2 separate regions of the Urocitellus parryii genome follow, and region 2 is linked to region 1. A link is a contact called in public Hi-C data. All regions are on one chromosome and are shown on one strand. The core of a region is the stretch at or near the end of the contact, and the rest is flanking DNA. Distances in the headings are between cores, read along the strand shown. Region 1 holds the start of LOC113200745 (zinc finger protein 354B). Region 2 holds the start of Znf879 (zinc finger protein 879).

The links. A called contact is a pair of places that touch in the nucleus more often than the background predicts.
Region 2: a Hi-C map of liver shows a contact between it and region 1, with 5 times the contacts expected there. The contact joins the promoter of Znf879 here to the promoter of LOC113200745 in region 1. A contact is called at or near these places in 2 of 2 Hi-C or Micro-C datasets (liver and muscle).

What each region holds. Positions count from the first base shown.
Region 1 is chr1:130,048,623-130,054,305 of mUroPar1.hap1, reverse strand. LOC113200745 (zinc finger protein 354B) reads right to left here and starts at 3,537. Exons shown (of 5, transcript XM_026414285.2): 1 at 3,389-3,537; 2 at 2,547-2,629. The coding sequence starts at 2,579.
Region 2 is chr1:130,181,557-130,187,239 of mUroPar1.hap1, reverse strand. Znf879 (zinc finger protein 879) reads right to left here and starts at 2,349. Exons shown (of 6, transcript XM_077801459.1): 1 at 2,293-2,349; 2 at 1,218-1,276. The coding sequence starts at 2,299.

The sequences.
Region 1 (5,683 bases), core at 2,288-4,787:
GGAGGCTTCTGGATATCATCAGGATAGGGGCTCAAGGTTAAGTGGGTCAATAATTTAATCAATGTGCCTATACAAAGTCTCCATAAAACCCAACTAGCAGGATTTAGAATCTGAAAATTGAACATATGGAGTTTTTTGGAGACTGGTACATCCAGAAGGGACGTGGAAGCTCTATATCCCTTGTCCCATACCTTACTCTATGCACCTCTACATTTGTAATCCTTTTAAATACCTTTTACAATAAATGTGTTTCCCTAGGTTCTGTGAGCTGCTCTAACAAATTAATCAAGCCAAAGGAAGGAAGTCGTGGGAACTTCAATGTGTAGCCAGTTGGTCAAGTACTGGAGACCCAGACTTGCAACTGGGATCTGAAGTTGGAGAAAGTTTTGTGGGGTCTGACATTACCTCCAGGTAGACAATGTCAAAACTGTACTGAATTAGAGGATGCTCAGTTGGGGTCCACCATTGCAGCACTCCTTACTTGGTGAGTGAAGAAAAACTCCCATACTCTTGGTATCAGAATGGTGTGGTGAGATTATAGCATATGAAAAAGAGTTTTTCTGCTCATACACATATTTATTCTTTGAGCTTTTCCTGATGAGAATGCAATATGTATATGATAAGAAAGATAATTTAATGGTATATGGAAGGAATACAGTAAAGAATCTTCACCCACAAAGAATTTAATAATACAATCAGCAGATAAGGAAAATGCATGAAATAGTTTGCACAATGAAAAAAAAAAAAGCTGTGTAGTGGGATCACATGCCATCTCTTAGTTCAATCTGCACTTTAGAAATAAGGAGAATAAGGTTCAGGATAGCCAATACCCCAGGTCACATGCGTTTCTAGTGGCAACAGCAAGACCCGAACAAAAGTTTCCAACTATGAACCCAGTACCTTCTCTGATCCTTTACAAATAGTGTGGTACTGACACATGGGCAGCAGGCAGGAATAAGATGTGGTAGGGGATTCACTGACACATGTGGATAGAGAAGGTTCTGAGAAGGAGAGCAACCTCGCTCTCTGGGAATGGAATGGGAAAAGCTTAAAGAAAACAGAACAGCTCAAACACACAATGGCAGGTACTGGTTGTTGCCTGAAAAATCAAAACCCACCATGCTTATGGGTCCAAAGATAATCCCATATTGCTAAAGTGCCCTGGTAACACATGGCTGGGTCTGTCTATGTTCTGAAAGATGTATCAGAAGAGCAGCTGGACAGTTCAAGCATGGATTGTGGTCATAAACTTGGGTTGACTTTTTTGAACCTTGGTTTCCTCATATATACGTAAAACAGAAATACTAACTGCTGTACTGTTGTGAAAATAAGAACAAACTCAAAGCCTCCTCACATTCCTCAACATGCTGGACACTCAATAAATAACAACTGTTAATGACAGATGAAGATGAGTAGAAAAAGGACAGTATTTTCTGCATCCCGGAAACACTGTATAATATATATATATATATATATATATATATATATATATATATATTATATGTAATATATATGTAGTATATATCTATTAACATTAATATTTTTATTAATATTATATCTTTCAGCTACCACAATAACCACACACAATTAGCTGTCACTGTGTGCTCCCCCCAGATCTAAACACTTCCTATGCACTAACTCATGACATCCTCTCACCTACTGAGGAGGTAGGCATGCTGCTATTTCTTTTACTGGTGAGGAAACTGAGGCACTGAGAAGTGGAATTATTTTTGCCCAAGGCACACCAACAGTAACAACAGTTAAAACCTGGCTGTGTGGCTTGAAAGTCCCACTTTCTAACCACCGCAAGTTCTATTTCTTCACCACCAATACCTCATAGAACCCTCCTTATGTTTCTTGAGGATTCTCCTCTTTGCCCTCAGAGAAAAAGATCCCTCCACCTGTGTCCCCTGCAACATGGCTATCCTTTGTTGACAGGTCATGTTACCTCTCCCATTTTCCCAACACAGGGTTGAAAATAGCAGGTTGAGATTAGTTTTCAGGAGAAGAATATAGGCAAAGCACTTGATCTTTAGAATAGAGAGGGAGAAAAAATAAAAAAAAATTTGGGCTGGAGAAATCTGGAGGAGGTATCATGAGGATGCTCAGGGGTGACTATAAAAAGAAAAGCATTTTGTTAAGGGCAGGGAGGAAGACAAGGATGAATGAAAGATGCAGGGCCAGAGAGGAATATTATCATGTTGTGTATGTTTATTCTGTCCCTAGTGATATAAAGTTATGTGACATCTTACCTGTCAAATTAGTGATCACACAATGGATTAAGATGAGTGAATAAATGTATCAACTAAAAAATGAACACTGGACATGTGTTCATATGTGTGGGGAGTATTCCCTACAGAAATCTACTTGTAAAGGTGGACCGGCTCCCCTAAATTCACAGGACTTAGGCTCCAAATCCTAGTGAGGTTGTATTGCTTTAGAACTTCAATTAAGAGGGATAAAACCATCCAGCCACCACCACCACCATCACCACCACCACCAACAACAAATCCATCCACTAAGAACTGATATGGCAATGAGCTCACCTGAGACCTTGATTCCCTTTGCTCAGGAGCCATGTCCTCTTTTTGGGCTCTTCTCTCCAGGATGGGTGCAGTCACCAGGAGATCTAAAAGAAGAAAAAGATACCATGAGGAAGACCTTCAGTTTTCCACCCCTCAGAACCAGCAGTTCTGACTCCACATGTCTGTAGAGGAATGTCAGAAGGAGCTAGGAGTGGACAGAATCAGAGACATGGGCTGGCGTCCTAGTCCAGGGCTTGACTCTTCATGGCTCTGAGAATTTCCCGAAGCAAGACTGGGAGAAGGGGACTGGATTCCATCACAGCAGGGACTCACTGAGCCTCACCAAGTGCCAGGCACCATTAGCTTTACACTATTTAGCCCCACATCATCAGGTAGCGTTGCTAGCACCCCATTTTATGGATCAGAAAACTAAGAACAGAGCGGGGCCAATTGCTCCAATCCCCCACAAGCCAGTGAGGATGGGACCAAGATTCCAAGCCCTGTACATTTGCTTCAATCTCACTTGCACCCCTGCGCAATTTTCCTCCACAAGCTTTCCCCAGTTTTTCTGTCCCCTGTCAAGAAATCAATTTCCAGATCTTTAATGCCGGGCCAGGGCAGGGAACGCGCTGTGGACGGATCTGCGGAAGCCAGAGGTGGGACTGCCGAAAACCTGGGCCAAGTGCCCCACCTGACGCGCCTGGGGCGACGTCACGGGACGGCTGGCGAAGGCAGGCAATAGGCGCCAGGGTGTCGCTCGTCCCACAAAGGATTCTCCACGCACCTTGCGGGCCTGTTCCCCTCACTCGGGCGCCGCATCCTCGGAGGCCTGGGTCCGCCTCCCACCGCCCTCTGCCGCTTACCTCCTCAGGCTCGGGGATCCCGGGGTGATGCCTCGCCAGGCTGAGCTCCGCATGCGGGATACTCCGGAACCGCCCCGCTGGCCGCAATCTGGCGTCTAGACCCCGGCCGCCAGCGACCTCAGCTCTACCCGGCGGCAGACACTCCGCGGCCCCGAAGGTCCAGGAGGGCGGGGCGGGGCGAGGGTGGGGGTAGGGAGGCAGAGCCGGCCGCTAATGCTTCTGGGAAATGTAGTCCACGCGAGGATTCTGGGAAGTGTAATTTTCTGCAATTGCTAGAGCTGAGGGGCCCTGCAGTAGGGTGCCCAGGCCCCACCGGATCTCCCTCTAGCGCTTCTGGGTATGTTTACACTTTCCGTGAGCTTCTGGACCTTGGGTACAAAGTTCTTCCAGAAGGGAAGCAGGTTCCCTGTGGGCGTTATCTTGTAGGTATGTATCTGCCTAAATGATGGTGAGGACACTAGATAACAGTCAGAATCAGACCCATTTCCAAAGGAGTTATTCTGCGAATGAGTACAGAACACCTGCTATGTACCAAGCACTACAGGAAGTGGTTTAAAATACTCAGCAAACTAAAGGAAGTTTATTGCCCTGGAGAATTTTCTTAAGGGTATAGAAAGCAGACAATAAGCCATGAACACAATTATATAGCATTTAAGAGGTAAAAATGTTATGGGGAAAAAGCAAACGAAGAACAGGCCAATATCCCTTATCAATTTAAATGCAAAAATCAACAAGATAGCTGCAAACTCAATTCAGCATTTAAAACAGGTTAAACACCTTAATCTGTGAGACTTCTTTCCAGAATGAAGAATGGTTCAACATTGGGAAATCAATGTAATATACCACATTAATAGAATAAAGGGGAAAAGTCCCTACATCATCATTTCAACTAATGTAGTAAAATCAGTTGTCGAAATCCAACACCTTTTCATGATCAAAAAACCAAACGATGAACCTTTTTTAACATAATAAATGCCGCATATGAAAGACACACAGTTAACATCACATTCAGTGATAAAAAAACGAAGGCTTTCTCCTAAAATCAGGAACAAAATAAGAATGGTTATTTTTGCCTCTTCTATTTGCAACAGTGGACCACCTTGTGCTTTGAATATTGCTGCTCTTCCACTGCAACTGATTTTTAAAATGGACATGTTTCTTTCTCTTCCTCCTACCTAATGTCTCCCTCTCCCCCATCTCAGGGGAAAAAGGATTACCTTTCTTCCCCATCCTAGACAGGAATATCTGTCCTTGAACACTCACCCACCTGAAAGTGAAGTAATCCAGACTCTGGGGATGGAGCTCAGAAATGACTATTTCCCAAGTTAACAATTGAATTATAACTCCAACAGAGAACACGTGGAATGTAGCCAATGTATCATCTCTTTAAAAGGCCCCTGTTCCTATTGATGGGTAGAATCACAGCCTCTGGGACAGCAGTTCCCTGAGTTTCTCCTTTGCTATCAAAGCAATAAACATTTTTTTCCTTTTTCTCAAAACTATGTCCTCTTTATTGGATTGGCTTTGGGGACAAGGACTGAGCTTTCAGCAATGGTAGCATTATAGTTTTAAAAACAGAACTAGTGAGATTGGATATTTGTAACATCAGGTCTTCCTCTATGTGAACAAATGCACACATGTCTCCATTGATGGAATCTTTTGTGATCATGTACCATTAAGTGTTACAATTTTAACATTTAAAAAATAAGAATTGGTTTTACATCCTTATGGTTTTGTTGTTCTGTAAATAGTCTCTTTTTCTTAGTGAATTCTGTTAGCATACAGAAATGCAATTGACCTTTGGATACGAAATTGGCATTTAATATTCTATCTAATCAGTATCATTATTAAACTGTATTATCATATCTATTTGTTGATATTGTCTGTGAATAATGATAATTTGTTTCTTCCTTTCCAATCCTGGATTTTATATATTTCTTTGCCTTATTGTATAGTTTGTATTGAATGTTGAATATAAGTGGTGACACAGGACATTCTGGTCTCAATACCAATCTCAGCTTTCCACATTTTATCATTAAGAGTAATGTTTGTAGCTGGATATAGTGCTCAGGCCTGTAATTCCAGTGACTTGGGAAGTTGAGGCAGGAGTATCATGAGTTCAAAGCCAGCCTCAGCAACTTAGTGAAACTTTGTCTCAAAACAACAACTAAAACCAAACAAACAAACAAAAAACAAACAAACAAACATATAAAAAGGGCTGGGGATGTTGCTCAGTGGTTAAGTGCTGCTGGGTTCAATTCCTTTTTCTTTTTAAAGAAAAAAAGAGTGATGTTT
Region 2 (5,683 bases), core at 1,100-3,599, 130 kb before region 1:
GGCTAATCTCCCAGTTTCTGGGGAGGAGATGGGCCTAACTTATCATTTAAGTCTAAACTGTAGAAACCACCTATTTCATTGGGTTGTATCCTCTTATTCTATGTAAGGTGAGCTTCTTGCAACCTCTTCTTAGAGTACATATGATGAGCATAAAAATTTGGTTTCTGATTATAAAAATAATTACCCTTTTTCTCTTCTACTTTTGTGGAGAAGTTTTCTGTGTTGGGAGAATTTTTTTTTTAAATATATATCTCCCCAAATCCATTAATAATACAGAGTAAGTGCTTCTCAAAGTGCAGAGAAAGAAAGAAATTCCTACAAAGGATACTTTCCACCTTAAGGGAATGTAATCTCAAACCACTGCCCAAGCTTTGATTTCTTCTGGATGCCTTCCATTCACCAACTATACAAGCCTGGTCTTGCCCAATGCTAGGAAGCTGCCCTGGCTACACCTGCTAACAAGGAGGTTTCTTTCTTCAATCTTTCTAGGAGTCACCTGGACTCTTATTACGTACAGTAGTTTCTTGGTATCCAAGACTCCTGCAGATACCAATATCTGAGGACACTTAGGCTCTTTATATAAAGTGGCCCTTATGTAAAATGGTATAGTATATAACCTATAAACATCCTCCAATATACTTAAAATCATATCTCAATTACTTATAATGCCTAATACAATGTAAATCGTTATTATAATGTATTGTTTACGGAATGACAAGAATAAAGTCTGGCCAAGTTCAATACAAGCACACTTTTTTTTTCCCCCAAATATTTTTGATCTGTGATTGGTTGAGTCCCTATATGTAGAACCCACAAATATGGAGGGTCCACTGTACTCTTATACGTTGGTTGTCTTAGGTTCCTTAAGGGCAAAGACCATGACTCTCCTCTTTGAATCCTTAGTAAGGAATTATTTGACACAGCAATGTGTTTATGCTCCATCAAACCTGGATCTCTCACAAAGCTCTGGCTGTGGCAATGGCATGGGATGGACTCCCATTGAATTTCTAGTCAATAAGTACTTAGCTGTTAACTGGAGACTGCACCATCAGACTGGCCTGAAACAAAGGAAAAACCTTTCTTTCTAGCACCTAACCTACCATACCCTCTGGTCCCTCCAGGGGCTCTACTGTCTAGAGAAACTCAACAATGAATGAAACAACTTGGCTATCTATAAATCCTTAAGGCAGTTCAAGAAAGAAGCCTCCTTCACTCACCTGAATCTGTGCTGGCAGCAAACTCCTGGCCATTTCTCCCTCCCTGCTGGGGAAGGCACCTGAAACAGAGAAAGAAGCTGTGAGGACTATTCACCCTGCATGCACTCTGCCCTCATTAAGACAGACCAGATTAGAAACCTCCACCAGAACAGAACTTCCAGCCTTAATGGCTTAATGGTATCAGCAGATCCAAGCCAAAAGGGCCCTGAGCATGGCCACCAAAGCCAAAAGTGGGCAAAAAGCATACTCCCAGTTACTGGGCCTTTCTGCCAGTCATTGTGAATAAAGATGAAACAAGCTAATGGATTAAAACCATATGATATTCAATAACAAAGTAAAGGGCACAGTGACACATGGCTCACAGGTGTTAGAGTGAAAAGACATTAACATTTCACACATTGGCATTTGGATATTACTTGAGGTGAAAAATAGCATCGGAAGAATGGATACCGTTTTCAGAAACAATCAACTAAAAATTAGTCCTCTCTTATTTTCCTTTTAGAAATTCTACTTCTTTTATCAAAAAGAGTTACCAAGTTGCCTAAATGCAAAAGACATTAGAACTGACCTTTTATGATGGATACATTCTAAGAATTAAAAGCATGCTATTTTAAAATAGTGCAATAACTACTACATCAATAGAGTTTAGAAATGATTTTCCTCTTCACTGAATTGATCCACCCATCCTCATCCCTCAATGCACACAAGGGCTCAAGGGGTACATCACCGGCTAGAAATGAATTTAAACTGTAGAGAAAAGGGGATGGGGGTATATAACTCAATGATACAGTGCATTATGTGTGAAGCCCTGGGTTCCACCCCCACAATCCTGACCCCCAAAAATCAAATTTAAAATGTAGAGGAAAAAGGAAGTAACTTAGCAAATGGACAAAATTAACTTTAAAAAATGTACTTTAAAAAAAATAGTTAAATCACTCTAGGAGTCACTGTAGAAAAATACTGCCAAACGAGTAAGACTGACAAAAACGAAGTTTAAACTCTGGAGGATGGGGGGGGGGGGAGATGTTAAATCAACAATCGCTGACTGCTGAAAACCGCCAGGGGACTCACCAACCCTGCATAGGAAGGACACAGTTCTCTAAAGTCTCTTTTCTGGGGACCACTTGTCCAGGAGAATGGCCTGAGAATGGCCTGAGAATGGCCCGGAGGTTAAGTGGTGTCACGCAGTCTTCCGGCCTCCCCGGGAGGACCTTCCCAGGCAACGCCCCCTGCCCGAGTCCGGTTCACCTGCCGAGGCCGCAATTGGGACGCGTAGGATTCATCCGCGACCGGCCCTCTGTCCTAGCCGCACCAAGGAAGCCCTGCGCCCTGGGCCCGCCCTCGCTGGCAGCTTGTACCTTAGTCCACCTGGGTGGGGACGCCAAGCTGCACACCGAACTGGAAGCGAGAACACCTAACACAGCGACATTTCTCCCCGCCACCGCCAAACCACCAGTACCACTGCGCATGCGCAAGGGAGAGCCAACGGGTTTCCCTTTCTGAACAGCAGCGTTTTTCCTTTCAGACTACATTTCCCAGAAGGTCTGCGCGACACACCTTTTCTACGGTGTCTGAGAAGGAAACAATGGAATCCGTGCTAGTGAAAGCGACCTGGCTGGGGTCACAGAAGGCTGAAGCCTTGTCTTTCATTTAGACCACCTCACTTCCTTTATGCACTCAATGTATTCGTAATTATAATGACAATAATATTAAAGAAAGAAAATGTGGAAGTTACTGCTGATTATCCTTAGGAGATAAGAGGGCTGTTAAAGTCAATTTTCTATCCCCCATCCCGCCCCAGTACTGGAAATGGAACCAATGGTGGCTCTACTGCTGAGCTACATCTCCATGCCTTTTTTTTTTTTTTTTTTCCTTCCTTTTTCTTTAGAGACAGGGTCACGCTAACTTGTTGACGCTGGCCTTGAACTAGTGATTCTCCTGCCTCAGCCTGCCAAGTAAGTGGGCTTATAAGGCATGCACCACCACTCCCAACTCCACCTTTTTTTTTTTTAATAAAAAAGGTTAAATTTTAGATATATAGATATCACATAAATACATACACATATTTAATGAATAAGAATGATTGCTTTCCCTCTCAAATCAGGAACAAGGAAAGAATGTCTACTTTTACCACTTCCATTCCGCATTCTTTTGATGTAACCATTGGGATAAGGCAATAAAAAGCATCTGAGCAGGGCAGCGCAGGCCTGTAATCCCAGTGGCTAGGGAGGCTAAGGTAGGAGGATCTGAATTCAAAGACAGCCTCAGCATTTTAGCAACTTGGTAAAACCCTGTCTTTAAATAAAATATTAAAAGGGCTGAGGATGAGACTCAATGGTTAAGTGCCCCTGAGTTCTATTCTTGGTTTCAAACCAAAAAAAACTTTTAGAAAAAAATGAGAAAAATCTTTGTGATTTTGTATTAAGAGTTCTTAAATGCAACAGCAAAAGCCTGATCCAAAAAAAAAAAAAAAATTTTTTTAAATGATAACTGAGACTCATTAAAATTAACACCAACTCATTCAATGATACTTTTAGGGAGTGAAACTGAAGCCAGAATTAAACAGGCAGTCAGTATAGATAGGTACATCCAGTCAGGTCTTATCAAAGAGTCCAATTTGAGTGAATCTGGGAAGTTGGAAACTGTCCCTAAGGGATTGAAATGCCTTCAGAACCCTTCCTCCACCCTTATCAGGATAATCTGCCCCAGCTCCAACCTGCTAAGGTAACCTGTCCAAGGGAGTTGTAAAAGTTGTTAATTAATGCTTCCTGAGCCCCGCCTCTTGCCCAGATCACTCCACCTTGGCCCCTGAAGCCCATCTGCTTCTCACCCTTTGGCCATCCCACTGAGCATCTGCTGGGCCTAGTCACAAGGAGAGAGATAAGGGGAAGAGAACAGGAGAACAAAGAAAGCCTAGGACATATAAAAAGGCAAAATAATCTCACTTTTTGGGATAGGCCCCCTTCTCCCTCCTGGGAGAAGTCTATGCTATGTTACCCTTTTTTAAATAAACCCTGCTTTATATGCTTGCCTCCGTGTGCTTTTCTAATGAAGCAAAACTCATCACCGATAACCATCAGTATCAAAACAATCAGCCACAGCCTTGAAGAAATATAATAATATATTTGATAAAGGATTCATATCCAGAATGTATAAAGAACTCTCCAAAACCTAAACCAAAAGGTGCCCAAACTACCCGGCCCCTGGCCGGCTGAGTCCAGCTCCTGCTGCCGAGCACTGCCTGCGGCACCCCTGCTGAGCGATTCCCTGCTGAGCTGTCAGTGCACGCGGGCTTGCAATCTTGCAACCCGGTTGGGCACAAAAACACAAGCCAGTCAAACTGAGACAAAGTTTTATTTAGAGAGAGGCCGTGTGCGTCCCCTAACAGGTGGGTCCGCCACGTGTGTGTCCTACCTGAGGGGGGGGGGTGTTCCCCTTCCCCCGGAACACCCTCCTACCATCCTTTCCCAACCAATGGGAACTCTCCCAATACAAGAGTGACATGAGTACCCTGAGTCCTGAAATGGGGCCAGCTAGACAGCATGAGTCCAATTACCATATGAATGTGAATTGCTGGCTGGCAGTCATTAAATCCAAAGGTGCCTATATCAATATTTTTGCTGTGGCTCCTAACAAAAAGGAACCCCAAGCAATGTAATTTTATTTTTATTTTGTATTTGTTCTTTTTAGATACACATAATAGTAGAGTGTATTTTGACCTATTATAAATACATGGAATATAACTTATTCTAATTGGAATCGCATCCTGTGGTTGTACATGATGTGGAGTTTCACCAGTGATGTATGCATATATGAACATAGGAAAGTTAGGTCCAATTCATTCTACTGTCTTTCCTATTCCCACCGTTCCCTTCCCTTCATTCCCCTATGTCTAATCCACTGAACTTCTATTCTTCTATCTCCCTAATTGTGTGTTAGCATCTGCATATCAGAGAGGACATTTGAATTTTGTGTTTTGGGGGGATTGGCTTACTTAGCATGATAGTCTCAAGTTCCATCCATTTACTGGCAAAAATCATGAAGTCATTCTTTTTTAAAGTTGTGTAATAGTCTGTTGTGTATTTATACCTCTTTTCTTTATTCATTTATCTGTTGAAGGACATCTAGGTTGGTTCGATAGCTTAGCTATTGTGAAGAGCTGCTATAAACATTGATGTGGCTGGGTCACTGATTTTTAAGTCCTTTGGGTATATACCAAGAAATGAGATAACTGGGTCAAATGGTGGTTCCATTCCAAGTTTTCTGAGGAATCTCCATACTGCTTTCCAGTGGGGTTGCACCAATTTGCAGTCATACTAGCAATGTATTATTATACCTTTTCCCCCTCATCCTCACCAACATTTATCATTACTTGTGTTCTTGGTAATTGCCATTCTGACTGGAGTGAGATGGAATTTCAGTGTAGTTTTAATTTGCATTTCTCTAATAGCTAGAGATGTTGTACA